Regions from separate parts of the Mus musculus genome. Here regions 1, 2, 3, 4 and 6 are each linked to region 5. The links are chromatin contacts, called in public HiChIP or PLAC-seq and capture Hi-C maps. All regions are on one chromosome and are shown on one strand. Each heading gives the region's core, a stretch centred on a gene start, on an enhancer-like site or on the middle of the called end of the contact. The rest is flanking DNA. Distances are from core to core; before and after follow the strand shown.

Evidence for each region. HiChIP or PLAC-seq counts read pairs in DNA pulled down with a chosen protein or histone mark. Capture Hi-C pulls out chosen DNA fragments and counts their contacts.
Region 1: a contact with region 5 is called in a capture Hi-C map of macrophages, with 4 times the contacts expected there. The contact joins the promoter of Rnf216 here to the promoter of Eif2ak1 in region 5. A contact is called at or near these places in 1 of 39 promoter capture datasets (liver), 1 of 115 datasets of contacts at active chromatin or transcription factors (bone marrow-derived macrophages) and 1 of 9 other capture datasets (macrophages).
Region 2: an H3K27ac HiChIP or PLAC-seq map of microglia shows a contact between it and region 5, with 4 times the contacts expected there. The contact joins the promoter of Zfp12 here to the promoter of Eif2ak1 in region 5. A contact is called at or near these places in 2 of 115 datasets of contacts at active chromatin or transcription factors (bone marrow-derived macrophages and microglia).
Region 3: a contact with region 5 is called in a capture Hi-C map of macrophages, with 2.5 times the contacts expected there. The contact joins the promoter of Zfp316 here to the promoter of Eif2ak1 in region 5. A contact is called at or near these places in 1 of 115 datasets of contacts at active chromatin or transcription factors (bone marrow-derived macrophages) and 1 of 9 other capture datasets (macrophages).
Region 4: an H3K4me3 HiChIP or PLAC-seq map of bone marrow-derived macrophages shows a contact between it and region 5, with 4 times the contacts expected there. The contact joins the promoter of Baiap2l1 here to the promoter of Eif2ak1 in region 5. A contact is called at or near these places in 2 of 115 datasets of contacts at active chromatin or transcription factors (bone marrow-derived macrophages and pancreatic cancer cells).
Region 6: a contact with region 5 is called in an H3K4me3 HiChIP or PLAC-seq map of embryonic stem cells, with 6 read pairs. The contact joins the promoter of Trrap here to the promoter of Eif2ak1 in region 5. A contact is called at or near these places in 1 of 39 promoter capture datasets (pre-B cells) and 3 of 115 datasets of contacts at active chromatin or transcription factors (embryonic stem cells, large pre-B cells and pro-B cells).

Annotation. Positions count from the first base shown.
Region 1 is chr5:143,110,812-143,115,863 of GRCm38.p6, forward strand. Rnf216 (ring finger protein 216) reads right to left here and starts at 2,209. Exons shown (of 17, transcript NM_080561.4): 1 at 2,088-2,209.
Region 2 is chr5:143,232,310-143,236,972 of GRCm38.p6, forward strand. It overlaps Zfp12 (zinc finger protein 12), which reads left to right and starts at 2,854. Exons shown (of 5, transcript NM_001289589.1): 1 at 2,854-3,070; 2 at 3,945-4,007. The coding sequence starts at 3,993. 4930448H16Rik (RIKEN cDNA 4930448H16 gene) reads left to right here. Exons shown (of 5, transcript NR_040700.1): 5 at 2,201-2,439. It overlaps Gm38735 (a long non-coding RNA gene), which reads right to left and starts at 2,221. Exons shown (of 3, transcript XR_868668.3): 1 at 1,825-2,221; 2 at 989-1,066.
Region 3 is chr5:143,268,131-143,272,545 of GRCm38.p6, forward strand. It overlaps Zfp316 (zinc finger protein 316), which reads right to left and starts at 1,892. Exons shown (of 7, transcript NM_017467.3): 1 at 1,721-1,892.
Region 4 is chr5:144,356,588-144,361,183 of GRCm38.p6, forward strand. It overlaps Baiap2l1 (BAI1-associated protein 2-like 1), which reads right to left and starts at 1,525. Exons shown (of 14, transcript NM_025833.3): 1 at 1,204-1,525. The coding sequence starts at 1,254. It overlaps Dmrt1i (Dmrt1 interacting ncRNA), which reads left to right and starts at 1,336. Exons shown (of 2, transcript NR_102374.1): 1 at 1,336-1,457; 2 at 3,866-4,418.
Region 5 is chr5:143,816,449-143,821,480 of GRCm38.p6, forward strand. Eif2ak1 (eukaryotic translation initiation factor 2 alpha kinase 1) reads left to right here and starts at 1,344. Exons shown (of 15, transcript NM_013557.2): 1 at 1,344-1,560. The coding sequence starts at 1,443.
Region 6 is chr5:144,766,110-144,771,076 of GRCm38.p6, forward strand. Trrap (transformation/transcription domain-associated protein) reads left to right here and starts at 2,685. Exons shown (of 71, transcript NM_001081362.2): 1 at 2,685-2,738.

The DNA.
Region 1 (5,052 bases), core at 959-3,458, 700 kb before region 5:
CCTGTCTCAAATAAATAAACAAACAAACAGACAGGCAGGCAGACAAGATATGTTTTGTACAGATAATGTGACTACAAGCCCGGCAGTGGTGGTGCACACCTTTAATCCCAGAGCTTGGGAAGCAAAGGCAGGCGGATTTCCAAGTTCAAGGCCAGCCTGGTCTACAGAGTGAGTTCCAGGACAGCCAGGGCCACACAGAGAAACCCTGTCTCGAAAATACAAAAAAACAAAAACAAAAACAAAAACAAAAAAAAAACAAAAATGATGACAAGATGAGAATTCCTGTCTGGAAGGATCTAGAATACAGTAGAGCCCCAAGCACAGTAAACACAGAGCACATTACCTCATGCTGTAGTTAGTAAACACTCAGCAGACTTCATAAACCTTCAATCTCCCTGAGCCACACTTTATTAAATTCCTCCTCAAGAGCTTTTTACTAGCTGCTCTTGTCCTTTTTAGATAAGTCTAAAGTTGCTAATGCAAAAGGCTCACAGGTGTCCAAAAGCCAGGCTCAAGAGCCTCAGCAATCTCCTCAGGCTCACCATCCTTCTCTACCCTCAGAAGGCAGAGCTTGGCTATTTCTTAATTAGGATAAGCTAAGGTCATAAAAATACTGTCCTTCCCTCCAAGCAAGGGCAGTGACAAGCCCCTTCTCTACATGTTAAAATAACAAGCAGACGGAGCTTTCATAAGGTCACCGTTCATGGTGGGGATGAAAACTTGACCCTGATGCACACAGGCTCCTATACATACTCTTTCACCCTTGCTCTGAAGGAAAACACAATAAATCCATTAGTCTCACCCAAACCAAACCAAACAAACAAAAATCCAGCAAGGAAGCTGGGCGGTGGTGGTGGTGGCGGCGGCGGCGGCGGCGCATGCCTTTAATCCCAGCACTTGGGAGGCAGAGGCAGGCGGATTTCTGAGTTCTGAGGTCTACAAAGTGAGTTTCAGGACAGGCAGAACTGCACAGAAAAACCCTGTCGCGAAAAACAAAAAACAAAACAACAACAACAAAAAAATCCAGCAAGGAGTTGAGAGTGGAGCTCAAAGGTAGAGCGGCTGTTGAGTAGGAGAAAAATGACACATGCCTTTAATCAGGAAGCAGAGGCAAGCAGACCTCTGAGCTACATGCCCGCAAGGGCTACAGTTAGACTCAACAATAACAATAACAATAACAATAACAATAACAATAACAACATAATGGCAAGATGTGGTGGGGTGGCCTACACCAGGGCAGAGGCATGCAAATTCCTGAGTCCCTTGGGCCCAGCCTCTACTTTTCAGGTTTCAGGCTAGCCTCGGCTATGCAGAAAAATTAAAAAAAAAAAAAAAATGAAGAAAAGAAAAGAAACGAATCCAAGACAAACCCCAGCGGAGATGGCGTCCAAGACACTTAGCACAATGGAGAAGAGGATACCAAGTCATTGCACCCTTTGGAGATGCAAGGAGTTCGGGATCACCGAGGAGCCCCACGAGGGGCCGCCTCGTCCCCTCGAGCGTGGGTCTTGCCGCTCACCCCAGGGTGCCACGCGCACGGGAGCGCTCTCCGCTACCACGCACCGGGACTCCCGACTGCAGGAGTTTCAAGTCCCCTTCACTCGGGAGCTCAGACTGGGATGACAGGCGTCAACTTGGACTCCAAGGGGCCCCAAACTGGCCCGGGCTGGAGTTCGAAGTCGCCAGTCGGTCGCCTCTTCCGCTTCTCCAGGCCGCGGTGGGGAGCGCGGCCACCAGAGCGAGCCGCCAGAGAACCGTCTCTCAGCAGCTCGGCGCCCCCCGCGCAGCAGGCCGGCCCGAGAAACTTCCTCAAGTGACGGGAGGGGAGCCGGCAGGCCAGCGGTCGTCGGCGTCGCTCCCCTCCCGTCACCCCCCGCGCGGGTCCCCGGGCCCCCGGGGCTCGCGAGCGCGTCCCCCTCGGGCCCCGCCCCCACCCCGGTGGCGCCCCGGCGGGAGGCCACTCTCCTCGCTCGACCCGCAGCCCCGGGAGACCGCGCGCGCGAGCGCCCATCACGGACTCGCCCCAACACAGCCAGCCCAGCTCCGCGAGCGCGGCTCGACGCCCGGGAGTTCAGTCTCAAGTTCACCTGAAGAAGCAGCCGCTGGAAAAGCTCCCCCGCTGCGACCGCCGCCGCTGCGACCGCCGCCGCCGCCACCGAGGCCGCTACTGCGTTCCTTCCGGCCTCGCCACCGCGTCCACCTCGCGCCTGCGCGCAGCGCCCCCTCCCGACTAATAACAGGAAGAACCATAGAGGGACGCGGACAGTCGGGGAGGAGGGACCTGGAGAGCGAGACCATAGAGATGGGTGCCTAGCCGGCCTCCATCCAGGCTCCACGACTGCAGAACCTTGACTCCTCCTTGCTGTGGGAAGACAAAAGAACAGCTGAACCACAGGGTCACTGTAGCCGCCCCGATTTAGCTATGAAATCAACCGATTAATCACGTATCTATCCCCTCTTGAGGTGATGCTCTGTACCAGGTGAGAAAGGTAAAATGACCCAACTCTCCTCCCAAGGTATTTGGTGAAGAGTAAAAGTTCCAGCTCTGTTCAATCAAGGTTGGAGTGCTGGCCAGCGCTCAAGAGCACCGACCCAAATTTGATTCATGGAACCCTCATTGCAGCTCACAGTGGTCTGTAATTTCAGTTCTAGAAGATCCCTGACGATCTCTTCCAGCCTCTGTGGGCACCAAGCATGCAAGTTGTACACCGATATACATGCAGGCAAAACATGCATATGCATAAAATCAAAATAAAAAATAGAAATTGAATTTTTTTCAGCCAGGCAGTGATGGTCCACACCTTTGATCCCAGCACTTGGGAGGCAGAGGAAGCCCTGAGTTCGAGGCCAGCCTGATCTACAGAGTGAGTTCAGTATAGCCAGGGCTACACAGAGAAATCCTGTCTCAAAAAAAATTTTTTTTTAAATAAATAAAAAAACCTCAAGTTGTGTGTGTGGTTGTATGTGTGTATATGTATGTGTATGATGTATCTGTGTGCTCTGTCTGGGCTTCTATAGGTTGTGTATGTATAAGTGTGTGTGCTTGTGTGTGTGTGTATATGTTGTGTATGCTTGTGTGTATGAGTGTGTGTATGTGTGCTTATATGCGTATGTGTATATGGTGTGTATATGTAATGTGTGCCTGTGCTTGTGTTTATGTTATATATATATATATATATATATATATATATATATATATATATATATATGAATATGAGTGTGTGGTGTGCTTGTGTGTGTGTATATTATGTGTGCTTGTATATATGTGTATCTGTGCTCATGTGTGTATGTGTGCTCTGTGTGTCTGTGCTTATGTATGTTATGTGTGCTTGTGTGGATGTGCGTGTGTAGATATGCTTGTGTGTGTATGTGTGTATATGGTGTGTTTGTGCTCTGTGTGTGTGCTTGTGTGTATGTGTATATGTTATGTGTGTGCTCTGTGTGTCTGTGCTTATGTGTGTGTATGTTGTATACAAATGAGTGTATGACGTGCTTGTGTATGTTATGTGTGCTTGTGTGTATGTGTGTGTGTATATGCTTGTGTGTGTGCTCTGTGTGTCTTTGCTTGTGTGTGTACACTTGTGTGTATGTGTATATGTTGTATGTGTGTGTGTTTCTGAGATTGAACCCAGGGCCTCATAGATGCTAGAGAAGCTGTCAATCACTGAATTACATTTCCAGCCCTCTTCTTATTTTTATTTAAAATTTGAGACAAGATCTCACTAGGTTATTTAGACTGGCCTTGAACTCACTACATAGTTTAGCCTGTCCTTGAACTTGTGATCTTGCTGGGAAGACCAAAGGCTCTCATGTAGTACGGATCAGGAGAGAAACTCCTTCCTAATTATAAAATAACAGAAGGCATTGCATTATCTAAGAAAGTATGTGTGCCAGCTTGGGTGTCTCTTCCTGCTTATAAAGCCACTAATGCCATCGTGAGAGCCCCACCATCATGATCTCAAAATGGACCCCAGAAGCGCCATTTCAAATACCAGTAAACATGCAGAAATGACTGAGGAGTAGGTTTCAAGACATGAACTTTTAGAGCACATAGTCAGACCATGCCAGAAGAGAAGGCTTGCCAACAGTGGTATGAGGAGGAGGGTGACAGAGACTATGGTCATGCTTCTAGGATTCAGTTGTGAGCTTTTTATTGCTATTGTTCTGACAGCGTCTAACTATGTAGCTCAGGCTGGCCTCCAACTTTCTCCCAAGTGCTGGGATTTCTAGGTTGTAGGTATATATCACCATTACTGGGAGAGAGATTCTGGGAAAACACAGTAAAACAAGGGTGAGTAAACCAAGTGTGGTGGCACATATATTATGTGACAAAACTTTTCCTGGAAAGACACAACACCTTGCTTCCCCCAGATAAGGACCGTACAACAGACAGAAGTTTAGGTACCACCAAAGTCCAACTTGGTGAACCAGTGAGTTTTACTGAGGTTACCTGCAGGGATGTGGGTGAGGGGTCACTTACAAGAACAAAAATGCCTCAAAGACAGCTGCATCACCAAAGCCCACCCCAGCATGGTCAACGGCTCACCAAGCTGGGAACCTGGAGCACAGCCTACAGGTAGCTCACCAGGTTGGAGAGTGTCCTTTCCCGGTGCCTCTATTGGTCTAAATCTTTTCCAGGCAGCTTGGCTGGTTTCTGCTGCTTCTAGGAAACTGGTCTAGTCTCAGGAGTCTCTATTGTAGGCTTTGCTCATCTGAGACTCTTCTCTGCAGTTGGTCTCTGACGCTCAGCTTTTATTGCTTACTCTGGCAGGGAGGGGGCCTAGTGAATCTGTTAAGTTTCAGGGACATCCTAAGATCTTTTGAGTTGTTTACCTTTCTTTTTTTTTTTTTTTTTTTTTGGTTTTTCGAGACAGGGTCTCTCTGTATAGCCCTGGAACTCACTTTGTAGACCAGGCTGGCCTCGAACTCAGAAATCCGCCTGCCTCTGCCTCCTGAGTGCTGGGATTAAAGGCGTGTGCCACCGTGCCCGGCTTACCTTTCTGTTTAGGGAGCTTTCCTGCAGGATAAACTATTTCAATCTAGGAAGGAACT
Region 2 (4,663 bases), core at 1,604-4,103, 580 kb before region 5:
GAGCTGAACTCAGGTTCTCTGAGCACCAGGAAGAGCAATCCATGCTCTTTAACTGCTTAGCCACCTCTCCAGCCCTAATCCTTATCGTTTGTTAAAATGCCTTAGAACGTTGGGAATGATAGTGCAGGACTGTCATCACAGCTACTCAGGGTTGCAGAGTCAAGGCCAGCCTGGGCTCCAGAGTAGGTTCATGCCAGCTTGGTGAGCCAACTTAAAAGAGAAATGAAACAGAAAAGGGCTAGATGGTCAAGTGCTTAGTGGTCAAGTGCTTGTATAGCATGTTCAAGGCCAGCTGGGCAGTGGTGGCACACGCCTTTAATCCCAGCATTTGGGAGGCAGAGGCGGGCAGATTTCTGAGTTCAAGGCCAGCCTGGTCTACAGAGTGAGTTGCAAGACAGCCAGGGCTAAATAGATAGACCCTGTCTTGAAAAACCAAACCAAACAAACAAACAAAAAACCAAACATGTGTAAGACCGTAGGTAAACACATACACACAGTGACATACACATACATACAGACATGTACATACATGCAGACACACACACACACACACACACACATTCTTCTGGAGCAGATGGAATGACCAGCTCTCTTTCAGGGGTATTTAGTTGAGTATAGAACACTATTATATAGTATTGAATGACTATTAATGTTAATAATAAGCCTTTATTTTGAGCACCCATCTTAATGTTTATTTTTCCTTTAAGGAAGCTAATTATTCGCTCCCATAATCTGTAGCTGCTAATCTCTTCCTGGGTGTGCTAGGCAGAGGGCCATTAGCCAATCAGTCTGGTGAACTGCCCTCAGGGCAACCAGAGTGTTTTCTTAGAAGCTCAGCCTCTTCCAACACTCCAGTCCCCCTGAGGAAGCTGCACAACGTTCACAGATGCTTGCTGTTGAAGTGTGTTCCCAGGGAAGAAGCCATCCCCCTCCCCATGCTGCAACCTTAAGCTCCATGAAAGGTTTCTCTCAGGCAGTCGTCGCCTACCTTCCAACCTTATCATCATTCAGCAGGCCAGCTGTGCTATGAGGAGAAGATGAGACGGGAAAACAAAGACTGCAGGAGCTACAAAAAAAGAAGGAAAATAGCTCTCTGTTAATTGACCTCTGAAAGGTGACATTTGGCCCAACTAGTTGAGTGCCTCCTTGGCTACTCAATTTGCATCTGAGCAGAGCAGAAGCATCTCAGCCTGCTGACTGCTTGTTCCATGTTTGTACAAACCGAAATATTTTCTTTTCCTTTTTTATTTAATTTACTTTTTTATTTATATAAGTACATTGTCACTGTCTTCAGACACATCAAAAGAGGGCATCAGATCCCTTTACAGATGGTTGTGAGCCACCATGTGGCTGTTGAGAATTGAACTCAGGACCTTTGGAAGAGCAGTCAGTGCTCTTAACCCCTGAGCCATCTCTCCAGCCCCTTTTCTTAATACAAAAATTATATGAGCTTGAATGTCCTCACTGCAAGCAAGGAATTCCTTTTCTGAAAGGCCTGAGTCCCATCTGTGCAATGTAAACCTGGAGAAAAGAGTGTTCCTATCTCCCTGTCACCTGGGGAGTTTAGCCCAGGCCCCTCATTCAGAGACGTAACCCCTGCTTGCCATGGGGAAGGGAAGCTTTTGGTTTAAGAGATAGGAGCCAGCTCAGGTGGGCACCTCAGTTACCAGGTGAGGTGAGAACCTGGGAGAAGGTGCCCCATGGCAGTGCAGGCCTTCCGAGGAGGAGGGCTCACCCTTTCTCCTGAGACCATGTGTGCCCTGCAGCATCTGAGAGGGATTCGTGATGCTTCTGTCTCCTGCTGGTTGCTCAGCAGTTTATTACCTAGGGTTGGCGCTCCAAGGTGCTTGGTGCTTCTGGGAAGAAAACGTTACTCTCTGCATTGGTGCAGAGAACTTTCTGTTTTGGTAGACTTTGTTATTAGTTTTGATGCCAACGTCTTTATGAAGAATTAGACCAAGACCACTGCTGCATTAGTTCTGTAAGAAGTCGATGGAATGTTCATTGTATTGTACCATCTCTGAAAACTGTCATTGTCGCCCGGCCCCAAATGTCACCTTTCAGAGGTCAATTAACAGAGAGCTATTTTCCTTCTTTCTGTGAGTTCTTTCTGGTTCTCTTTTTAGTTTCTGTGCATTAGATGTGTGATATAGAAACCCATCATTTGTGTTTTCTCTTCCTTCCTTTTTTGCATCTGCAGCTTCTGTTGTGTCTCCATCAACTTTGGAAGCAGATAGGACAAGAGCACTTTTGCATTATTCAGGAGGGCCGGTGAAATCTGAGAGGAATTGACTGACCATAGGGTTCCACGTTTGAGCATTGTTGCCGGACTGCAAACATCAAGTTGGAGAAGTCATTTGACAAACACGTTTTTTCTCCCTTTCTATGTGTGCCTTCTGGTGCTTTTAGAACTTTTATGCATTTGTTGTATGATCTGGCAAAGCCACTGTTTTTGTCTTCTTTCTTTTAAAAGAGGTGGTAGACACTTCTTATACTTAAATGTTTGATGGAAACTTCTAGCACTTCAGTTAAACAGAGCGTGACACATTTTTTTTCCTCTCTCTTTCATCTGTTAGAATCTGCCTTTTATCTAAAAGCACCAAGCTGGGAGAGGTCTGGGTAAATGGATATAACCCCTCAAGCCATTCCTGGAGGTTCAAAGTGAGGAAAATCACGAAGGTTACTGTTGCTCTCAGCTCGGTACCCACAAGCTGCTGAAACGAGGAGGAGACTTGTGCGACGATCCCTGGAAGCCTAAGAGTTCTGGGCGGCCCCTCCCCAAAGATGAAAGGAAGACCACAGGGACCAGCCCAGTGGCACGCATGCTGCGCGTGCGCACTTCTGTTTGTGTGCATGCTCGCGCAAGCGCACGTCCGCTGCGCTGGCCTGGCTTCCTGCGGTCTGTGTCTCTACGCTCGCAGCTTTGACTTGCGCGAGCTGGAGTCGCGAGCCTGCGGGCCGAGGCCGGTGCGTCCGGGTCGGCAGCAGGCGAACGCAGCTTTGCAGGCCGGGGAGGCCGAGGGCCGGGCTGACGGGGGCAGCGAGACCCGGGCCCGGCGCGGCCTCCTAGGTGAGGCCTGAGGGTGCAGATCGCGGCCGTGAGAGGGAGGCTGGGTCCGTCTGATGGCTTGCAGGGGGGCCTGAGACCGCTTGCCGAGGCCTGAGCGATCAGCGCCTGCGCGATGCCTCGGCCCCCTCCTGTCCTCAGCGTGCGGGATCCGGGACGGTAGCAGTGGTCGTGTTGATGGCTTTGGGCTGTCTAGATGGCCCGAGGATGAGGCGTGTGGGCATAGGAGCGGTCAGTTCAGTGACCTGAGCTGTAGAGGCGCTGTCCAAACTCCTACCTCACTTGACATCCCTGCCTCCCAGGGCTTCTAAGTCTCATGATGTTACTGGGCGCCATCGGCACCCTTGCTGTGCCTGTTAGTTTTCCCGATCCTCTCCCTGCAGCATCCTGTGGTCTAGTTCAGGAAAAGTTTGTGTTTGCGTCTGTTCATAGGGGAAGACTGTGGGTCTGCGATAGTGGTGACATAACCGAGGTCACGCAGAGGGTTTGTTAGTGGGAGTGCTAAGTCCCGGGCCGACGGCGTTCCTTTTGTCATATTAAAGTCGTGGTCACAGTATCACGTAATTGTATATAAATACAGTTCCCACCAGGTTAACTTTTGTTTTCAGAGCAGCTTGTGAGTATTCTTTTGTATCCCTTAGTAAATGGCAGTTATTTAACTAGCATTTCTTGTTCATTTCTTGTTAATTCACCTCGTCAGCTGCACTCATTCATTCCCCCCAAGTCCCAACGCACAGTTGCAATTCTCCAGTCCTTTCTGACAGCCAGTGAGACCACCATCCCTCCGGTTTTCTTCTGGGAATGTTCCAGGAGGTTTGTGTGCAGGATTCCCCTCTTTCCACGCCCACTCATAATGACGTTGTTTTTCCTTCCCCAGACCCGGCTGCATTAGTCCTTCTACAGACTTTTCCTACTGCAGCGGAAGATGAATACATCCTTAGTAAGTCTGGCTTTGTTTCCGTTGTCTAGTTTGGTTTACTACACTCGAAGAGGCAAAGGAGAGATCAGACTTTAAAGGGGAAAATAGATAAAACAGAAAGAGATAAAAGAACCAGACAAAACAGTAGTGGACAGTAGTAAGCATTGGTTGAGTGCATATCTGTAGGTGGCATAGCCCCTACCAAGTCCTCAGGATGCTGTAGTTGACACCTTGACTATATTTAGAGATGAGCCTATGGACGTGCCTGTCGGGATTGTCTTGATCACATTCATTGATGTAAGAAAACCCATTTTGTTCTGGACAAGACCATTCTCTGGGCATCCTGGACAGCATAAACTGGAGAAAGAGACTTGAGTACCAGCAAACATGTCTTCCTCCCTCTCTTGTTTCCTGATTGTGGATTTGATGTGGCTCCTGCTGCCTTGGCTTATGACGGGCTGTACTCTTTGATCTCCAGTGGTATTCTAACACAGGCATACACACACACTCACGTCCTATTGACCTGTCTGTCTCTAGCAGTCTCTGTGGATTCCTCTGTCTGTTTCTGTGCTGTTTGTCTTGCTGCCCTGTCCCTGGATTTAGAATTTCTCCTGCTCCCATGTGGATCTTTTGCCCTACTTACCTCTGGCCCTCCTGGCTTTCCCCAGCGGCTCTGT
Region 3 (4,415 bases), core at 642-3,141, 550 kb before region 5:
GGAGCCCAAGCAACTACTTCCTCCCTTGAGTTGCTTGTCAGGACAGAGCAAGAAGGGAAAAAGTGAAGGAAAAAAAAAAAGCCTATTAAAAGCCTCTAGCTGGGCGGTGGTGGCGCACTTGGGAGGCAGAGGCAGGAGGATTTCTGAGTTTGAGGCCAGCCTGGTCTACAGAGTGAGTTCCAGGACAGCCAGGGCTACACAGAGAAACCCTGTCTCGAAAAAAAAAAAAACAAAAAACAAAAAAAAAAAAAAAAAAACAAAAAAAGCCATGAGAAGACAGGGAGACAGGGCAGAAGCCAAGAAAAGCCTGATGCTCCAGGTGCTCTGACCCAAGATTCAGAACAGAAGCTCTGAAAACCAGTCTGACCAGGAGAAGGTCAGTTCATATTCTTGCAACTCAGGCCCTGGGGGTTCCCCTCCTCCTGGGATATTCTTAGCCCCACTCCTGCCAATCAGTCCCTAGAACGCCTTTCTGCTCCATTCTCCTTAACCTCTCATCCTGGATTCGAATGCAGTGTCAAGTTCACGGCTTCATCAGGCAAAAATCACTGTGTCACTTCAACACATCTTTCCACTCAAGTCCTGAGCCTAGGGCACAGCGCTGCAGACACTCAGAACGGGGTGCTGCACTGTCCATAGAAAGGAGTGTGCAGAGACACAATCGTAAAGGTTAAAAGTTAGGAACTCCAGAAAAGTCCCAAATCCAGGGGATCCACGTAAAGGATGTTTGCGTGGGGTCACGCTCGCGCATGCGCACTTGTGGCTAGTTACCTTCATTCCCGTTCACTAGCCCCACTGACTTAAGACCCTTTTTTGTCCAGAATGTCTTTCCCTGTTCACTACACTCCTCACCATCTGCCCAGTTTCCGGAGCCCCTATTCTCCAGGGTTGCTCCCTGGAGGTCATCCACGACCCCCCAGAGCAGGCTCCTCAACCAGGCCAGCTAGCCCCCTGGCCCAGCCAGTAGCGACAGAACCAAAACAAAATGCCAATGCCACCCACCCAGGCTGAGCAGGTGGGCTGATCCTCGCTGATACCTGCACCTCCTCCCTCCCTTCTTGTGTCCACATAATGCACCCTAGATTCTGCCAACGCGTTCCACCACCCATCTCGGGGGCAACAGATTTAGCAGAGAGAGAGAGCAGTCCAGCCAGCCTCCATTTACAGATGAAGCAGGCTAGGCCACGGCCCCTCAATGTCACAAAGCTGGCTGTAGGGCTCCAGGACAAGGTCTTTCCCTTTTCTTCCTCTCTCTGGGGGATGGGGGGAGGGTACCTAGCTTCCACTTCGCGCTAGGGCGGGAGTAATGACAGCCCTCCTTGGAAGGTGTCTCTCTAGGGGGCGGGGGCGGCTCCGGCCCAGCTCCCGCCCCTAAGCTGGAGAAGGCGGCGCTAGCACCCTGCAAAGGTGCAGTGCACGACGTCCCCGGCCCGCCCCCTCCCACGCTGGAGTCTGTACCCCTCTAGGGTGTTAAGCCATCCCTGACGTGCCGCGCAGGCCCAGGTCGGTATTGGGGGGATCTAGGGGCCTGGAAGATCTAGCTCGTGCAGCTGCAACTCCGACCCCACCAAGGACGGGCCCTGCAGTCCCGCGATCTCCCCACGGACACCGGAGGCCTCCAGCTCTCGAGCATCCATGACGGCCAGCCTTGCCGCCGCCACCGCCCCCAGCGCGCGCGTCCCGCCCGCGCGCACCTGCCGCATCCGCGCGCCCCACTCACCGCGCGCGCGCCCGGGCCCGGCCAAGCCGGAGCGAGACACGGACTCGTGGGGGGTGGGGGGCTGTGACCACCGGGGACTCCCCCCCGCACTACACAAAGTGACGGCCGCGAGCTGCGCGACGGCGGAGGAGGCGGCGGCGCGTGGGCACCGGAAGTGCCGCCCGCCGGCCCCGCCTTGTCCGCGCCCACGAGGGGGGCACTTCCGGTCATGGGGCGTCCCGGAGCTCTGGATGTAGACAGGGTGCTGCTGCGTCGCACCCCCATATGCATGGAGGATGGTTATAGCTACCCACAATGAGCACCCCCTGCTTATTACCTGCTCCTCTATGTTTCAAGGGACCCCTGCCCACGACGTCCAGCCCCAGCGAGCATCTCTTCTCGCCAGACGACAGCCTAAGTCTACCTTTGCCCGTGCCAGGACGTGTCGGGAGCCCGTCCTCCTGTCCACCGGACCCTCCCTGGATCTCCTGATGGTGGAGAAGGGTAGTGACCCCCAATGGGTATTCAGGCAGCGCTTGTCTGACCCTGACATGGGCAAGGGTGTGGCTGGGAGATTGATCCATTCTGGCTTTACTTGTGTGTGCAGGGTGTGGCAGACAGAGGGGCAGCCTATTCAAGGCGTGAGGGGGGTACTGTGGACTATAACAGTCAAATGCATGAAAGACTGGAGATTGAGGCCAGACTGGATTTATGTTCTTCAACTCCCTAATCTGTCATCCCCAGGCCTGGCAAGAATATTGGGAAATAGCCTTGCATGGCTTTAGACAGGTCGAACCTTGACAGTCCATTGATATATTCACGACTACTCAGGGCAGTGCTCTGTAGCTCCAAAGAGCCATCCATATTATGAAGTCCCTGGACCCCAAGCCTGCTGGCCACCTATGCCTGGAGTAAATGCCCTAGGTACCTATAGAGACCAACCCTGGACATGACCCTGGGGAGACCAGAGTTCTAGCCTCTGCCCTCTCTCCCCTCTTCCTTGGCCTCCCCTCCCTTATATTGAAAAGTCTTTGTGACACTCTTGTGCTTTTCTTGGTAGACCATGTAGACTGGATGCTTTAGGAGTCATAGCCTTTCTCATCTTAGGCGAGCCCTAACCCCTAACTGTGGGTTCTCTAGGGACCAGAAACACTCTTCTTTCCTGCCTACACACATTTAGGCACACATAGAAGGAAGCTGCTTGTCTCTCGGTTTTACTAGGATGTGTGTTCACATGTGTGCACATGAGCTATCTCCGTGATGACATTCTTACGCACCCTGGGTTTTCACACAGATGGGTTACCTACCAAATCACCTGCCTCTCTGCAGGATCCCTGGCAGGCTAGAAACCCAGGGAAGGGAAGGGGAGCCAACCTTTCCCTCTGGGAAACCCGAAGGAGGTGATGAATGTGTGTACCTGCCATGTTCCATGCATGTGCGTGTTCCTGCCATGTTCCATGCATACATGCATTCCTGCCATGTTCCACGCATGCACGTGTTCCTGCCCTGTTCCATGCATGCATGTGTTCCTGCCATGTTCCATGCATGCATGTGTTCCTGCCATGTTCCATGAATGCACGTGTTCCTGCCATGTTCCATGCATGCACGTGTTCCTGCCATGTTCCATGCATGCACGTGTTCCTGCCGTGTTCCATGCTGTGCTCCCTTCCCATGTTCTTGGGCCCTGTTGTCAAGTGAGCAGCTGGGAAAATGGAGAAACAGATTTTCAAATGGAGTCCATATGTCTCAAGTATCATGCAGCCAGACACAGTGGTGCAAGCTTGAAGTCCCAGCTACTCTGGAGGATCATGAGTTCAAAACCAACCCAAGCAATTTAGTAAGACCCCCATCTCCAAAAACATTAAAAGGTGGGGGTTGGGGGTAAGCTTACCAGTGCTGGGCCTGACTTAGAATCCCCTCAGTGAGGGGCTGAAGTTGTGGTTAGATAGCAGACTGATTACTCAGAATTCACACCAGTGAGAAGCTGGGGTATGACTCAGTGGAAGAGCATTTGCCTAGAAACCACTGCTGAGGATCTGGGAGCATGCGGTACCGAGCTTACGAAAGGCTTTGGATTCCATCCCCAGCTCCTTTGAAAACAAAACAGAACAGAACAGATAGGACGTTAGTTAGTATTGCCTGCTGTGGGCGATTGGAACTCCAGTGGAATTCGAGGCTACTTTTTTGGAGGGGAAGGGAGTAAAGAAAACATGTATTTAATTCACAGTTTTGGAGACTGGAAGTTCAAACAGCATGGCAGATTCTAGTGAGGGATCCTGGCTGCATCACACTGTCAGGGGAATGTGTGTGTGTGTGTGTGTGTGTGTGTGTGTGTGTGTGTGTGTGTGTATGTATGACTGGCTCAAGATAGTGTGATGGCTAATCTTGAGTGTCAAGTTGAGGCACTTAGGAAAAGAGCTCTCAGTTGAGAAATTAGCTCCATCAGATTGGCCTGTGGGTATGTCTGTGCATTTTCTTGATTGCCAATTGATGTGGGAGGGCCCAGCCCACTAAGGGCGGTGCCACCCTTAGGCAGATGGACCTGAACCGTTTAGAACAGGGTAGCTGGACAAGACTGTGAGCAGCCTTCCTCCATGGTTTCTACTTCCTGCCTCTAGCTTCCCCCTTGGCTGCCCTTGATGACAGGCCGTAAGCTGTCAGCCAGAATAAATCCTTTCCTAAGATCTTTTGGTTGGAGTGTTTTGTTACAGCAGTA
Region 4 (4,596 bases), core at 275-2,774, 540 kb after region 5:
TCATGCTGCTTTAAAATGATTTTCCAGCAACTCAATAAATTCTGATTTCAGGAACTAAGACCTTGCAAATCTAGAAACTCAATTTTAGGGGTGAAAAAAAAAAAACTAGAGAAATGACCAAAGAGTGGGTGAAAAAAGAATCTAGAGAAATGACCAAAGAGTGGGTTTTAATCATGACTACAAGTAAATTTAGAGAACTTTAAATCTCAGGGGTTCAGTGGACCTAAGTGGAATTAAAACAAAAGTTGTTTTGTATTCTATTAATAGCAGATGATTAAACGGATATCTCATTTCAAATGGAATTCATTTATAAGTACTTAAACTTACTAAACTGGCCACTAATCCCATGTCTGTTTCTGGAAAAATTCTCTCACATAACATGCCAGTTAAGCGACCAATCACCACACGTTCTGTCAGCTTAAGTCAATTCTTATTAAAATCTCAGTGCTCTCTGACTCCAATAACCTCCCCAAATCATGAACGTAGAAACAGTCCAACTGCGGGCGAACATGCTCATAATAATTGTATATAGATGTATAAAACTGTCAAAACGCTAAACAAAAAGTAATCAAAAGCCAAATCGAACTTAAAAGCTACTGTATGAAAGAGTCCAAGAGGGCGAAGGCGTTTCAAGTCTTCCCAGGAGCAGATTCCCTGGCAGCCTAGAAAATTCCCTGAGCCGAGGGAGCCAGGCTCACCTGGCGATGGATTCCTAATTACGGAGGAGTTTCTCCCCTACATTCTTTCTTTTCTCCGAGGAAACTCGAGCTTGTCTCTTTTCTCTCTCTCTTTTGGATCTGGGGAGGGGTTAGCCCCAGCGGTCAGACCAGCGCAGTCACTGACCACAAAGAGAAGTTGGGGGAGGATAAGAACCTCTCGGGGACCCCGCGGATTGTCGTCCACGTCTCCAATCCCCTTCCCCCAACACGGGAAATGTGGGGTCCCTGGGAGTCTCCAAGGGTCCAAGGGGGAAGGGGAGGCCCTTATCATGTAAAGTCCCCACTTTATCTCAAAAGCGAAAAAGAATCTCGACCGACCCCGCTGGCGACAATGGTCAGCTGCTTGTCCGGGCTCACGTTCCTGGCCTCGAACCCTGGAGTTCCCAAGTCTCCGGGCCTCCCAGCCTCCGCCCTCAGCCTGGAACCACAGAGTCCCGGATCCCCCCGGTCTCCCGTCTCGAGCTCCGCAAAGTCCCACACTTACCCGGTACGTGTTCTCCGTGAGCCGGTTCACCTCCTCCGGCCCCCGAGACATGGCTGCAGCCTCCGGGAGGGCGAGCGCGGGAGGACGCGGCGGGGCCTCGTGGCCGCCGGGCGGCGGGAGCGCCTAGGACTTGAGACTGAGTGGTCCTTGAGAGTCGGCCGCCGCCACAGCTGTCAGCGGGAGAGAGTCAGTGCGCGTCTCTGCTGCCAAAATGTCAAAACTTTGCGGCGCTTCGGTCTGTAAGGAGCTGCGAGGTAGACGTAGCCTGCCAAGGCTGGGACGAGCAAAGGGACGGGCAGCCCCACCTGAGGCGGGCGGAGTGGGCGGGGCCGTACGGCCAGAGGGCGGGGCAGCCCCACCTGAGGTGGGCGGGGCCTAGGCTGAGTACTCTAGAGTGGGCGGGGCGGCCTCGCGCGGAGACAGCCTGGTGGGAGGGTCGATCTTTTGGGGCAACCGGGGGAACCTGGAAGAGACTTGTTGCGCTAGGTGGGCGTGGCCTAGGGGCTTGCTAAGCGGAGCAGAAGCCCGGCCAGCGCGCCGGACTGATTGGCCCCAGCTGAGACGTGGAGCGGGGGTGGGGTCTGAGAGGCCAACAAGAGGGAGAAGCCAAGGGGAGGGGACGCGCCCTTACTCCCCCCACCTGAAATGGACTGATGGGCGTGGCCTAGATGGCGGATGGGCGTGGCCGAAACAAGAAGGGACGGAGTGAACGAAGTCGCCCTAGCTGTGTCCGCCAGAGTGGCACCGCAGAGTTGAGCCGGTGGGCGCGGTCTAGCAGACCGATGGGCGGTGCTGAAGCGAGGATGGCGTGGTTTAGACAGCCCCAGCTGAGGCAGGCAAGGGAATGGGAGAGTCTTCCTCGTGTGGGCGTGGCTGAGCAGCCTGGTGGGCGAGGCTGGAGCAGTACAAGGCGAGGTGGCTGGACCCAGTGGACCAGGCCATCTCGCCTAAGGCTTGGCAGTGGAGGTAATACCTCTGTTCGCCCTCTCCCGGCCCTCCCAGAGTTCCAGCCAAGCCCCTACACTGTGGTGTCTTTTAGAACAGGACCTGGACCTTTGGGCTTCTAGGTCTTTGGTCTAGTGTCCGCCACAAGGTGCTGGCTCTGAAAGCTCGAGGCTCACATCCTCCGCAGGTGAATCCTCTAAGCTCTCTGCCTTTGAGTAACTTCCACATACCTCCTACGAATCGGTTTCCCTGATTGAAGGTCCACGGGGCATGGTTTCTCATGGATGGAGCCACCCACAATTTTGAAAGTTCCGGGGTGCCAAAAAAAGTAACTAACGCCAAGATCTGATTACTGGAATAACAGAACATTAAGAATAAGTTTAAAATCCCATGCTTTACAACTATGTAAATCACAAGACTGTCTAAAAATTTCCTCTGTGTGTGTGTGTGTGTGTGTGTGTGTTACAAGAAGTCAACCTTGGGCGTCATTCCTCAGCCGATATCTACTATATATATCTTGGAGACAGAGTCTCTTACTGAAGTAGCTAAAAAGGATAGACTGATGGCTATCAAGTCTCCACAAGCCCCATGAATCCACCTGTCTCCCAAATTCCCAGCACTGGGAGTACAAGAGCATATCTACTGTATGTAGCTTTTCACATGGGTTCCGCAGATGGAACCCAGGTCCCAATGTTCGCACCACAGGCACTTTACAAACTGACCCATTTCCTCAGCCCCCAGGTCGGCTGAGGCGTCTAGGATGTCTGTGCTTTCTTTCATCTTGTAGAGGCCATGTAGGTGTGTGGCTCCTGGCACATTATTTAAAACTTTTATTTTATGTGTAAGCTACTTGGACTGCATGTATGTCATCTGTGACTGATACATATATATGTACATGCCTGGTGCATATGTCAGAGGTCAGAAGAGGGCTTCAGATTCCCTGAAACTTGGGTTGCAGAAGGTTGTGACCATCATGTGGGTACTGGGAAACAAACCTAGGTCCTCTGGAAGAACAGCCAGTGTTCTTAACTACTGAGCTGTCTCCCTAGTCCTTCCTGGTGCTTCCTGTTGTCTACCCAGTCACACCCAACCCAGCTCTGAACATGTCCTAGAGTACACACCTAGGACTGAGGTGACCCAGACTCCAGGGCCACAGCAACCTTCTCCTAGCAGAAAACACACTCAGCGCTTGAGACTTGAACTCAGCCGGAGTGGGCAAGGCTTTATTTTTAAAAGCTGTCCAGGTACGATTGCTTTGTTTATGAGCTTGGAGGATACGAAGCTTCTAAACTGCTCCAGGATAAAGTTCACTGGGAAATACACACAAAGAAAGCACTGTGTGCCCCAGATGGAAACACTGAAAGTATGGGATGACTCTGGACTTAGAACAGACACAAGCACTTGGACTCTGGGGCAGTCTTATCACGTTTTGCAGGCTATAAAACATATCTGGCTTGGGAAGCAAATGGTGGTTGGTGTGGGTTGCATGGTGGAGGGAATAACACCTCAGCCCTATGTTGGAGGCAGTGGGAGACGCTCCCCATGTCTTTAAAGGATCTTTAGGAGCTGGCTCAGAAAATGTGCCAACTGGGGTTCACTTGTCATATGCGGGGTGGTAAGCAGGACTCTATAATTACTACCATTACATATTAGGGTTCACCAAGGGTGTCTTCTGGCTTTTATTTGAACTTGAAAACTCCTTGTCTTTCCTTGGCAGATCCCCTTTTTGTCTCAGAACCTCTTTCTGTGTCTTCCTTCTGACGAATGAGGTCATTTCACCCTCCACTGCCAGGCAGTCATCCGAGGAGCTGGAAAGAGAGCGGAAGCTTAACCTTTAACAGCCCGCAGCTTGGCAGCACCAGTTCCGAGCCAGAGAGGACAGTTTAACAAGCTGTCATAAAGCCAGTGAGGATCTCAGATGGCCCAGTTAGATCGCCATGGTTGGAATTTGATCAGAGATTGAAGTTCTCAAGTGTATGCAAATCTTTGCATTGATTATCTGGGCATATCAAACTCAACTTTGTGGAAATAACTTCCTACTTACGATCTTCCTGCTTCCTGAAAATCTTTTTAGAATGGCCAGTTTTGTATTTATAGAACCCAAGGCCTTGCTTATGCTAGGCAAGTGTTCTACTGCTAAGCTGTGCCCTACGCCCTCATAGGGGGATTCTGGCTGGGTAGGTACTCAACCACAAAGCTATGACTTGAGCAAGAATGGTCAGTTTTAAATCTGTCCAGACATCAAGCCTAAGGCTTCCAGTCCCAGCTCTGGGCTAGGCACATAAATAAATTCCTAGGAGGTCTTTGTTGAACGAAAGAACAAGTGGATAATGGATTATTTTTCCTAGTGCCAGATATTCTGAGTATATGTGAATGTGGCAGTGGTAGGGTTGATTGAGGAGGTAGAAAGAATTGGGCTGGACTCATCTTTTAATGCAAATGCAGAGG
Region 5 (5,032 bases), core at 94-2,593:
GTAGCCAATGGCTTTTGTGTGGGTTTCTGGGGATTTGAATTCAGGTCCTTAGGCTTGAGCAACAAGTAAACTTACTCCCAAGTCCCAGCATCGATTTTTGAATCTTAACTTCATCATCTAGGGTAGCTTTGGAGGTGGGTGGGTGGGTTCCAGGTGGTCACAAGGAAAAAAAAAACCTTTGGTTTGAAACCAACTGGAAAGTTAGTCTCAAAACCCAAGAATTTCCTTTAGATTAGATTCTCTCTGGCATTTCCCATTTTGCTATGGTCTGTGATGGATCAAAGCAAGTTTGCTCTACTCGAGTCAGGACTTGTAGATAAATTTGTTTTTGTTCTGAAACAGGGTATCATTTAAGTCAGCCTGGCCTCAAACTCACTATGTACTTGAACACCTGGTCCTCTCATTTCTACCTCTCAAGTGCTCAAATTTAAAAATTAGAAGCATATAAACCACTACGATGGGTGATTTTTTTAAAAGATAGTTATTTTATATATATACGTATCACTTATACATATACATGTACATATATATATATATATATATATATATATATATATATATATATATATATGCATCACTTCTAAAATTAGGTCCCTTAGATGGCTGGATTTTCGAAATTAAAACACAAAGAAGAGGTTGGAGAGACGGTTCAGTAGTCAACAGCATTTGCTGCTCTTGCAGAGGACCTAGTCCAATTCTCATCAGTTATCAGTCCTCTGTAACTCCAGTCCCAGGGGATCTGATGCCCTCTTCTGGCCTCCATAGGCAACAGACACACATATGAAGGCAGAGTTGATATACCAACATCCATAAAATACTGCTTCTACTTTCCCGGTCTCCCCGCTCCCTCCCCCGCGCACCATGTATCTTCCCCTCGGTTTATTTACTTTGCCCTTGCCCCAACATCAGTTTTCACTCTCTCTGGTCTTCTTTCTGGTTTGTTAGGCTTTACCCACACTTACTCCCACGTATATCCATTACAGGTTAGGATATCTGCATTTGAGCGAGAAACACGCGGTCTTTGTCTTTCCGAGTGTGGGTCCCCTTGCTTATTATACTTTCCAGAGAAAAGTTTGCAGGTGTGAGATCTGAGCGTTTATGATGCCTACAGGGATAATATGGGAAGAACAGAGAACCAGACACAACCCACAGGGTCAAGGAGAAAGGTCCTTCCTACACAGGCAGCGCCGCACCACGCCGCGCCAGCACACCCCTGCTTGTCCTGCCCACTCGGGGCACACCCGCAGTGGATCAGCCAATCATTTCCTTTAGAGAAAAAAGGGGCGGGACAGCGAGAGCCCGCCCCCCTACAGAAACTTCCTGGTCACTGGGGCGGGACTTCCGTTGGCTCTTGTGTTACTTCCGGCTTGGGGGGAGGCTCTAGTGGCCGGCAGCGTCTGGGGACCGGCAGAGCGAGGTTACTATCCACGCTCCGAACGGCAATGCTGGGGGGCAGCTCCGTGGACGGCGAGCGCGACACGGACGACGACGCGGCGGGGGCGGTGGCCGCGCCTCCTGCCATCGACTTCCCCGCAGAGGTGTCGGACCCCAAGTATGATGGTGAGACAGGGATGGCTCGCGCAGTCCCACGGTTCGCTGTTCATATGAGTTCCTGCGCGCCAGTGGTCCCCGGTGGTCACCTAAGATCCTAGGCCGCCTCGGGGCTCGAACTCGGGCCCAGAGCTGTAGGGCACCGGGAGGTGGCGGGCAGGCTGTCAAGGGTTAGGTAAATATTTACTACAAGAGCGTCTACGCTCTACCCGTTTGTGGGCATTTGTATTTCTTGACTTCTGTTTTGCGCCACTTCCCCGAGGCCGCTTTTCGCTTCTTGTTTTTCTTCGCTGAGTGTAATCTTTGTTCACTGCTAGAATGAGATTAGATAAGTAAAGATTAGATAAGTAATGATTTCTTTTAGCGAGGTAGTACACGAACGCTCCAGTTTTCTTGAGGCTTTTGATACATGTAAATCAAATTGTGTAACGTAAGGCGCGTCGTCTTCAAAACATCGATTCTTATGTAGGTTAACGTTCTGGTATTTTACAGAAAGTGCAGTTGGTTGGTACCAGTTGCTTGAGCCGTTTTAAAACTGAAATTGTGCTCTCGATAGTGAATACACCGAGTCGTGGTGCACTCTTGTAACCCAGACGTATGGAAAGTGGAGGCAGGAGGATCGGGACTTGAAGGGCAAGCCTGAGCTTCATGTTGAGTTCCAGGGCAGTTTGAAGTACATACGACTCTATCTCGAACTAACAAAAAAGGATAATGACGGTGGAGCAGTGACAGAGAATGTTTTAGGATGAGTGAGATCCTGGGTTTATCTTCCAGCCCCCAAAACATACATCCAAGGAGGTTTTAGCTGTATACACAGAATGCTTATAAGGTTACAGTAAAGCTAGAAATGAGTATGTTGTAGTGGAGTTAGGAGTGTACACTAAATTCAGGGTTTTTTTTTTTTCTTCTCCATTTTCATTTTTAAATCCTGCCTGTAATAATTGACCACAATGAGAAATAAAAGTTGTTCATCGTGGTGACTCAGTAGGCTGTATAGAGGCTGGTTGTAAGATAACTTTTAAATGAATATGCAGATTTTCCCCACACGGCAAGTGGCATGTTACTGTAGCCCGTGAGCCGAGCAAGTGTGTGTCCTAGGAGAGGGCCCAGCTGTAAACATGCAGGTCCATCTCTTCTGTGACGCCGTGATAAGAGTGTCTGCACACCAAAGATTATTCCGGAAGGGAGTGAGCGAGGACAAACTTTCGAACTTCTGCCCTCTTCCTGTTAATACGGCTCTGCTTCCGTGGTGATGCCTCTTCTAAAGAGATGACGAGTATTCACCCACAGCTGATTCTTTGCCTTTAAACATAGAAAGGTCTGTGGAACGTTCAGTATCACTTTTAATGGGTGTAAGGCCAAGAGTTAGGTGATGTCTTACAGGTGGTCTGAATGCTTTGAAGAGATCATACTGCCAGTTCACGGTGGAGTCAGAAAAGTCAAAGCCTCAATGAGCAATCGCAGTTCGCTGTAGGAATTCTGCAGCAGACCGCAGTCTCGCTGCAGCAGACCGCAGTCTCGCTGCAGCAGACCGCAGTCTCGCTGCAGCAGACCGCAGTCTCGAAGCCAGTCTGTATTCCAAGACATTCGTTTTCTTTCATTAGTCACCAGGGTTGGTTTTGGTTTTTTTTTTTTTTTTTTTTTTTTTTTTTTTTTTTTTGAGACAGGGTTTCTCTGTGTAGCCCCGGCTGTCCGGGAACTCACTCTGTAGACCAGGCTGGCCTCGAACTCAGAAATCCACCTGCTTCTGCCTCCCAAGTGCTGGGATCAAAGGCGTGCGCCACCACGCCCAGCTGTCACCAGTGTTTCAAAAGTATTACCTTAGATTAATCCTTCAACCTGTCTAAAAACAAAATAATACAGTAACAATACTTTATTTATTTGTTAAGCCGGGGATTGAGCTAGGATCTTGTGAACGCTCGTCAAGTGCCCCGCAGCTGAGCTTCTGCTCCGCTCCGCTAACGTTGTTAACGTTGTTCAGGGTGTCATTAAGTTGCCCATTGAATTCACTCGGAAGCCCAGCCTGGATTGGAATCTGCATTAGCCTCCCAGGTAGCGGGCACGAGGACTGATTGACCAGGCTTTCCCTTACTGACGGCCTGGCTGTTGGGAGCATGTTTCCGGATTATCTGTCTTGTATGTTTACCGACATCCTGCTTGGCAAGCAGCTAGAACTCAATTCGGCTCGCACCTGCAGCTGACATCTTTGTACTTTGAGAACTTGGAGTCATTTCTCCTTTTACCTATGTTTCCTCTTCTGCTTGTAGATGAGGCCGGGAAGTTGGAACTTTCTTCAGCCTTTGTTTTCCATTTTACTTACTTTGAGTGTTAGCCTTTAAAAGAATATTTTTAATTACGTGTGACGCTGTGTGGGCGTGTGCACGTGAGAGCAGGTCCCTGTAGAGGCCAGAGGCATGGGATCCTCCTGGAGCTGGATTCCTGAGCCCCGTGGTGTGGGTGCTGGGAGCCGAATCTCAGTCCTCAGCGGGTTATGTAGTCTTGACTGCTGAGCCAGTTTTCTAGCCTGTATTGGCCTTTTCAACGTTGTCATCTTCTTAGATTATTTTATGGTATTTTGTTAACACCAGGGTTCCATGTATCCCAAGTTAGCCTCTCACTTGCTATGTAGCTAAGGATAAACTTAGACTTTATGATCCTCTTGCCTCTCCCTCGATGTTGCTGGAGTCACAGGCACACTTATGTGTGACCACTGTGCCTGGGGGGTTGAACTCAGGGCTTCGTGTCTGCTAGGCAAGGACTCTACCAACTAAGCCAGGTCCTCAGACTTTTTTTTTTCAGACTTTTTAAATATATACTTTATTATTTGTAGGAATTCATATTCGTACACTGCGTTTCGATTGGATTCACTTCCTGTTCCTCCCCGGCTCTCCAGAGGTCCACCCCCACTCCTCACCACATTTTAACTTCCCGTCTTTCTCCTCCTTTTTATTTTTTATTTTTTAAGATTTATTTTTATGTATATGAAGATGCTGTTGCAGTCTTCATACACACCAGAAGAGGGCACTGGACCCCATTGCAGATGGTTGTGAGCTACCTACCATGTGGTTGTTGGGATTTGAACTCAGGACCTCTGGAAGAGCAGTCAGTGCTCTTAACCACAGAGCCATCTCTCCATTCCCCATTTCTTAAGTTCTTAGATAGACTTGATTATTTGTTGTTTTTTATATTAAAGAGTAGAGTTTTTTTTAAAATCTGGGTGGTAGCTTAGCAGTAAGAGCTCTTGCCTGTCATGTTGGTGACCCTAGAGTTAATCTGCCCTTACCTTCAACCCCCCCAAAAAAGACCTGAAAAAATAGACTTTTGTTATTGCAGAAAAGAGAAATACTGAGTATAAAGAAGCCTGAAGGTCACAGTGGCACTATCTGGTAACCCAGCATTGGGGACAGAGGCAGGAGGACTGCTGTGAGTTCGAGGCCACCCCGGTCCTCCAACTTTCAGCTTCAACTCAAGTTCACCTCCA
Region 6 (4,967 bases), core at 1,435-3,934, 950 kb after region 5:
CTAAGTGTGTTAATGATCCCTGAGTGTGTAAGCGTGCCTGGGCACCCCTGTGCACATCAGGGGACTTTGCACAGTCAGTTATTCTCCTCCCTTCACACGGGCTTCTTAGTTCTACTCCACAGCAGTAATGGGGATAAACATTAACATGAATCAAGTTAACCGAGTGAAGACACTGCATGCAACACTTTGCCTACCGAGTATTGAGATTATAGTTAAGAGCACGTGCAGAAGGAAACCCAGGGCTTCCTGTGTGCTAGACATTCTACCCGCTGGACTACAACCCAGAGAGTAATCTACTGAGCAATCTCACCTGTCTTATTTATCTTGCCTTTTTTTTTTTTTTTTTAAATCTTCCAAACAAAACAAAAACAGCTCCCAGGGTACTGGTTTGATCCCTGTTTTAAGTCTTTCTCAAACTTCGGACCTGCTACTTTTGGAGGTCGTGATGGCCCAGCGTAAGCTTTATTGGCAAACAGACTATTTCTTGCAGGAAAGAGGGGGGAAAATGTCATTAGAAACAATTTCCCACATTCCCAGCGTTTCAGCTACTGCTAATTCTTCTGTGGCAACAATAAACAATACAGGAGCGTGCTTTCTCTCTGCCGTCTTCCCTCCAAGGTTATTTTGCAGGGCCAGTGAAATCTGTTTATTGCCGAGTGCGAAAATGTATCAATTTAGGATCAGAACACTAAGACCCTGGTGCTTCAAGCTTTCAGATCAGGAACAGGAAGTTGCAGGATATAAATACAAGGAGGCGGGAGGTAGTGGGGTTTAGGCCATCGCTTACACAGTGTTCATCAAAACCGGGTAACTATGGTTACCGAGCTCACTTCACTGTTAGTGGTTGTCACAGAACCTACTCGGTAGTGTAGAATTGATAGAGTTGTCCCTTTCGGTTTTTTTTGTTTGTTTGTTTGTTTGTTTTTTGTTTTTTTGGTTTTTCGAGACAGGGTTTCTCTGTGTAGCCCCGGCTATCCTGGAACTCACTCTGTAGACCAGGTTGACCTCGAACTCAGAGATCCGCCTGCCTCTGCCTCCCGAGTGCTGGGATTAAAGGCGTGAGCCACCACACCCGGCTGAGTTGTCCCTTTCAAAGAAAGACCTTCGTCCTCATCTGGGTATCACAGGATACCCCTACTCCCCACCACGTTTCTTCACCGCTCTGGCTTGGCTTGAGGTCTGTCACCTTCCAATTTTGTCTTGAAGGGAGGGCATCAGCTACAAGCGGGACAAATGTAGTTGTCTCAGGGTGACCTAGCAGCATAACACCCGAGTTTGCCTTTAAGCCAACTGGATGTCAGTCTATCTGCCCCTATCCCAGGCTGGTCTCGAACTCAGAAATCCGCCTGCCTCCCCCCCCCCGGCCCCCCCCCCCCCCCCCCCCCCCAGTGCTGTGATTAAAGTCTTGCAGGAACTACTTCACTCTCAGGCGGCTGATCAGCAATAGAGCGCTGGCCTAGTGGATGTGAAGCCCTAAGTTCAACACCCAGCATTGCTGGAAGAGGAAAAATAAAATCTCAGGGAAGGAAGTCCAGCCCTGAAGGCCACACATACACACACACACACACACACACACACACACACACACAGCTGGCCTAGTGGATGTGAAGCCCTAAGTTCAACACCCAGCATTGCTGGAAGAGGAAAAATAAAATCTCAGGGAAGGAAGTCCAGCCCTGAAGGCCACACATACACACACACACACACACACACACACACACACACACACACACACACACACACAGTGAACCAACTGGAGAGGTATTTCGGGTGTCAATCACCCTTCAGTCTGGTTCCTGCGAGGAAAAGGGACACGGGGTTGGGTGTGGAGGCGATGACGAATCTTGAAGCTGCAGCAGCCCAGAGCCCCACCGGCCTAGGTGCTCAGCAGATAGGTCACCCAGGCGATGATTTAAAAGGACAGCACGCCCACCCAAGGCGGCAGACCGCCCCTCCCTGCCCCGCTGCCCGCCCAGGCCGCACCCACTTGGGGGCGGTGCGCCCGAGCTTAGTTCTGGTGGGCGGACGCCGCGGCTTTAAGCCGGGGCGGGACTGAGCGAGGAGCAGCAGCGGCGTCGGCGGCGAGAGTTCTTGGGGACTCGGGCCCGGATGCTGGGGGCTAGTCGGCAGGTCCCGGTAAGCGCAAGGGAGGGCGGGTGAACGGTCCCGGGAGATGCACGCGCGTGCGTGTCTCAGGCGTGGGAGAGAGTCGGTGCAGCACGACGGCTCCACGGAGAAGTGGAGAAGGCTGTCCCTGCTTGACCGAGGTCCTTCCGGCCCCCCAGGAGCCCTCCTAAACTAGATCAGCCACACTGCAGCATTTAGTCCTCCGCGGCGCCGGGCTGCGCTGGAGCGGATGGAGGGACGCGCAGCGCTAGCGGCCGCGGAGGTTGGCCCTCGGCGCTTGCCGTAGCTCAGCGGCCTGCTGGGGGGCAGTCGCTGAGAGTCCCGGGAAGGATCGGCGACAAAAGGAGGGAACCCGAAGGCCGTTTGCGACGCGAAGGGATTGAGTGAGGAGTCGAGGGGGCTGCGGCACCCCACCAAAGCCATCCTGGCATCTGCGGGCCTCCACGCAGGCTCCTGGCTCTCTGGGCCAGACGCTGAGAGTGAAGGTAGCGGCGGCTACGGCGCCCCCTGGCGGCCCGGAGGCGCGTTGTCCAGCCAGCCGGGCGTCGTGGGCGGGGCGGACCCGATGGAGGACGGCGGGCTGTGGGGCCGTTTGCCTTTTCCTTACCTGGGTGGGGACTCCGTGGGCTCGAGGGCATCCAGGCCTGAATCCATATCCTCTCGAAAAGCTCAGAACCTCCTTCCAGAATCCACAGGCGGATAGGGTAGCCCCCTGCTTTCAGGTTCTTGGCCCAGGGAGAAGCTAGGCCTGGTCCCTGGGAGGATCGGGTGGGAGCTCGGAAGTGGCACTTTTACTGAGTGGCTTATAAAAAGGAGATTAAGTGTCGCAAAAGTTTGCGCAGATGATTGGGCTATAGCTCAGAGGGTAGAGTGTCCCCCTAGCACACCAAACCCTGGGTTCGATTCCCCAGAACCTCCTAGCCCTGGGGTGATGGTACACAGGCCTGTCAGGGGTCGGGGCTGGAAGCTCAACAATCAAGGCCAACCGTACATCTACATCAGCCTGCTCCTCCTACCCGAGCTACACAACACCGCCTCCACAGCAGAAAAGCTAGATAAAAAGTTTGGCCAGGATTAGGGCTTCTGTTTTGTTCTTAAGAATGCCTTGACCCTGAGTCTAGTTAATAGTCGGTGAGTATGAGGGACCTCCAGTGTTTGAAGGAGGAACTCTGATAGGAAAAGCAAGAGTTTGCCAAGTCACGGTAGCAAGGCTGATAGTATCCTTAGCTTTTCTCTTCTCTCCCTAGGAACAGGGTCTCTGGTATTATGTAGGCCTGGCTGGTCTAGAACTCACAGAGATCCACAGAGTCCTGGGGTTAAAGGCGTGCACTGGCACACTCAGCTTTTTATTTTTTAAGCATTTGCTTGTTTGTGTATGTGTGTTCGGCATGCATGTGGAGCTAAGAGGTCAGCCTGTGGGACTCAGTTCTCCCCCTCCACCCTGTGGTCACATATCAAGATAGGTCTCCAGGTTTGGCTCCAAGCGCTTTACCTTATGAGCCAGGAGTCAACGTTCCTGTTTTCCAAGTCACTGTGGTGCTTTTAAAGTATGCTTTGGGGCCGGTGAGTTGGTTCAGTGGGTAAAGGTTGCTTGCTGCCAAGCCCGATGACCCGAGTTCAATCCCTGAGACCCACACGGTGGATGGAAGGAACAGACGTCCCACAAGTGGTCCCCTGACTTCCTCATGTGCTGTGTGGCACACACCTTCTTCCACCCCAGTTAAGAAAATGTAATGATAAAAAGCATGCTTTGTGTTTTGTGCCTCGACTGTAGATAAGATCCACAGTCTTTGAGGTAATGCTTAGGAGAATAGTTTATTATTTATACAATACTGGGGGATAAAACCCAGGACAAGGCTCTACCATGATGTAGTGTGTATATTTTCCCAAGGTCTCAGGTAACCCTGACTAGCCTAAAATTCACTATGTACAACAGGCTGGCCTCTTGTCCCCTGCGTGCTGGGATTAAAACCATTTGCCCCCATGCTTAGCTGGTTTTATATTTTCTTAAACTGGTTGGGGTGGGATGGGGGGAGTATTGAAGAAGAGTAGTATTTCATGATGAATTCAGATTATGCAAAAGGTGTCCTTAAGCCCTCCTTTTTGTTTTGTTTTTTTGTTTTTTGAACACCGCTGTTGTCATTCATTTATGTGTTAGTGACTCCTTCCTGAGTGCTGGGGAACTGGGTAGACATTGCACAACTACAAAGATTCAAACATTTCCTGTGTGGCTCCCCCCACCTCCTCCATGACACTTTGGAGATAGTGTCTTATGTGTCCCAGGCCCCCATCTGTACTTCTCCCGTGCTGGAGAGGTTGTGGGATTACTCCGCTTTATGCAGGGCTGGGAATCAAGGTCAAGGCTTCATAAACATGCTAGGCAAACCCTCTCTCCACTGAGCTATAGCCCCAGCTCTCCCTCCATTCTGCACAGCTCGTTGTACAAAACGTTTGCGATCTCCTGGTTTGTTGAAAGAAGGCTATGTAACGGGAAAGAAAAGCTTCCATGTTGAAGAGAATGATGTTGAAACAGTGCATTTGGACACACTGTCCACAACAAAAACAACCCACAGAAAACAGTGATTTCCGCAAATCCTTTAGAGCTTGGGCAGTGGAACAGCTCAGCAGGTTTCGGTTCCAATCACCAGCCCTGATGACCTGAGTTCGAGTCCCTGGACCTCTGTGTGATTCCTCTGACCTCAATACATCTATTAAGGCACAGGAACCTCCCCCCCCCCCCAAACACAATGAAAATATGAATGTAATTTTAGAAAGTACTGAGGTAAAATATTTCACAGGTTACAAGCTCCCCATGTCCCTGCCAGCTGCTGACGGGATGT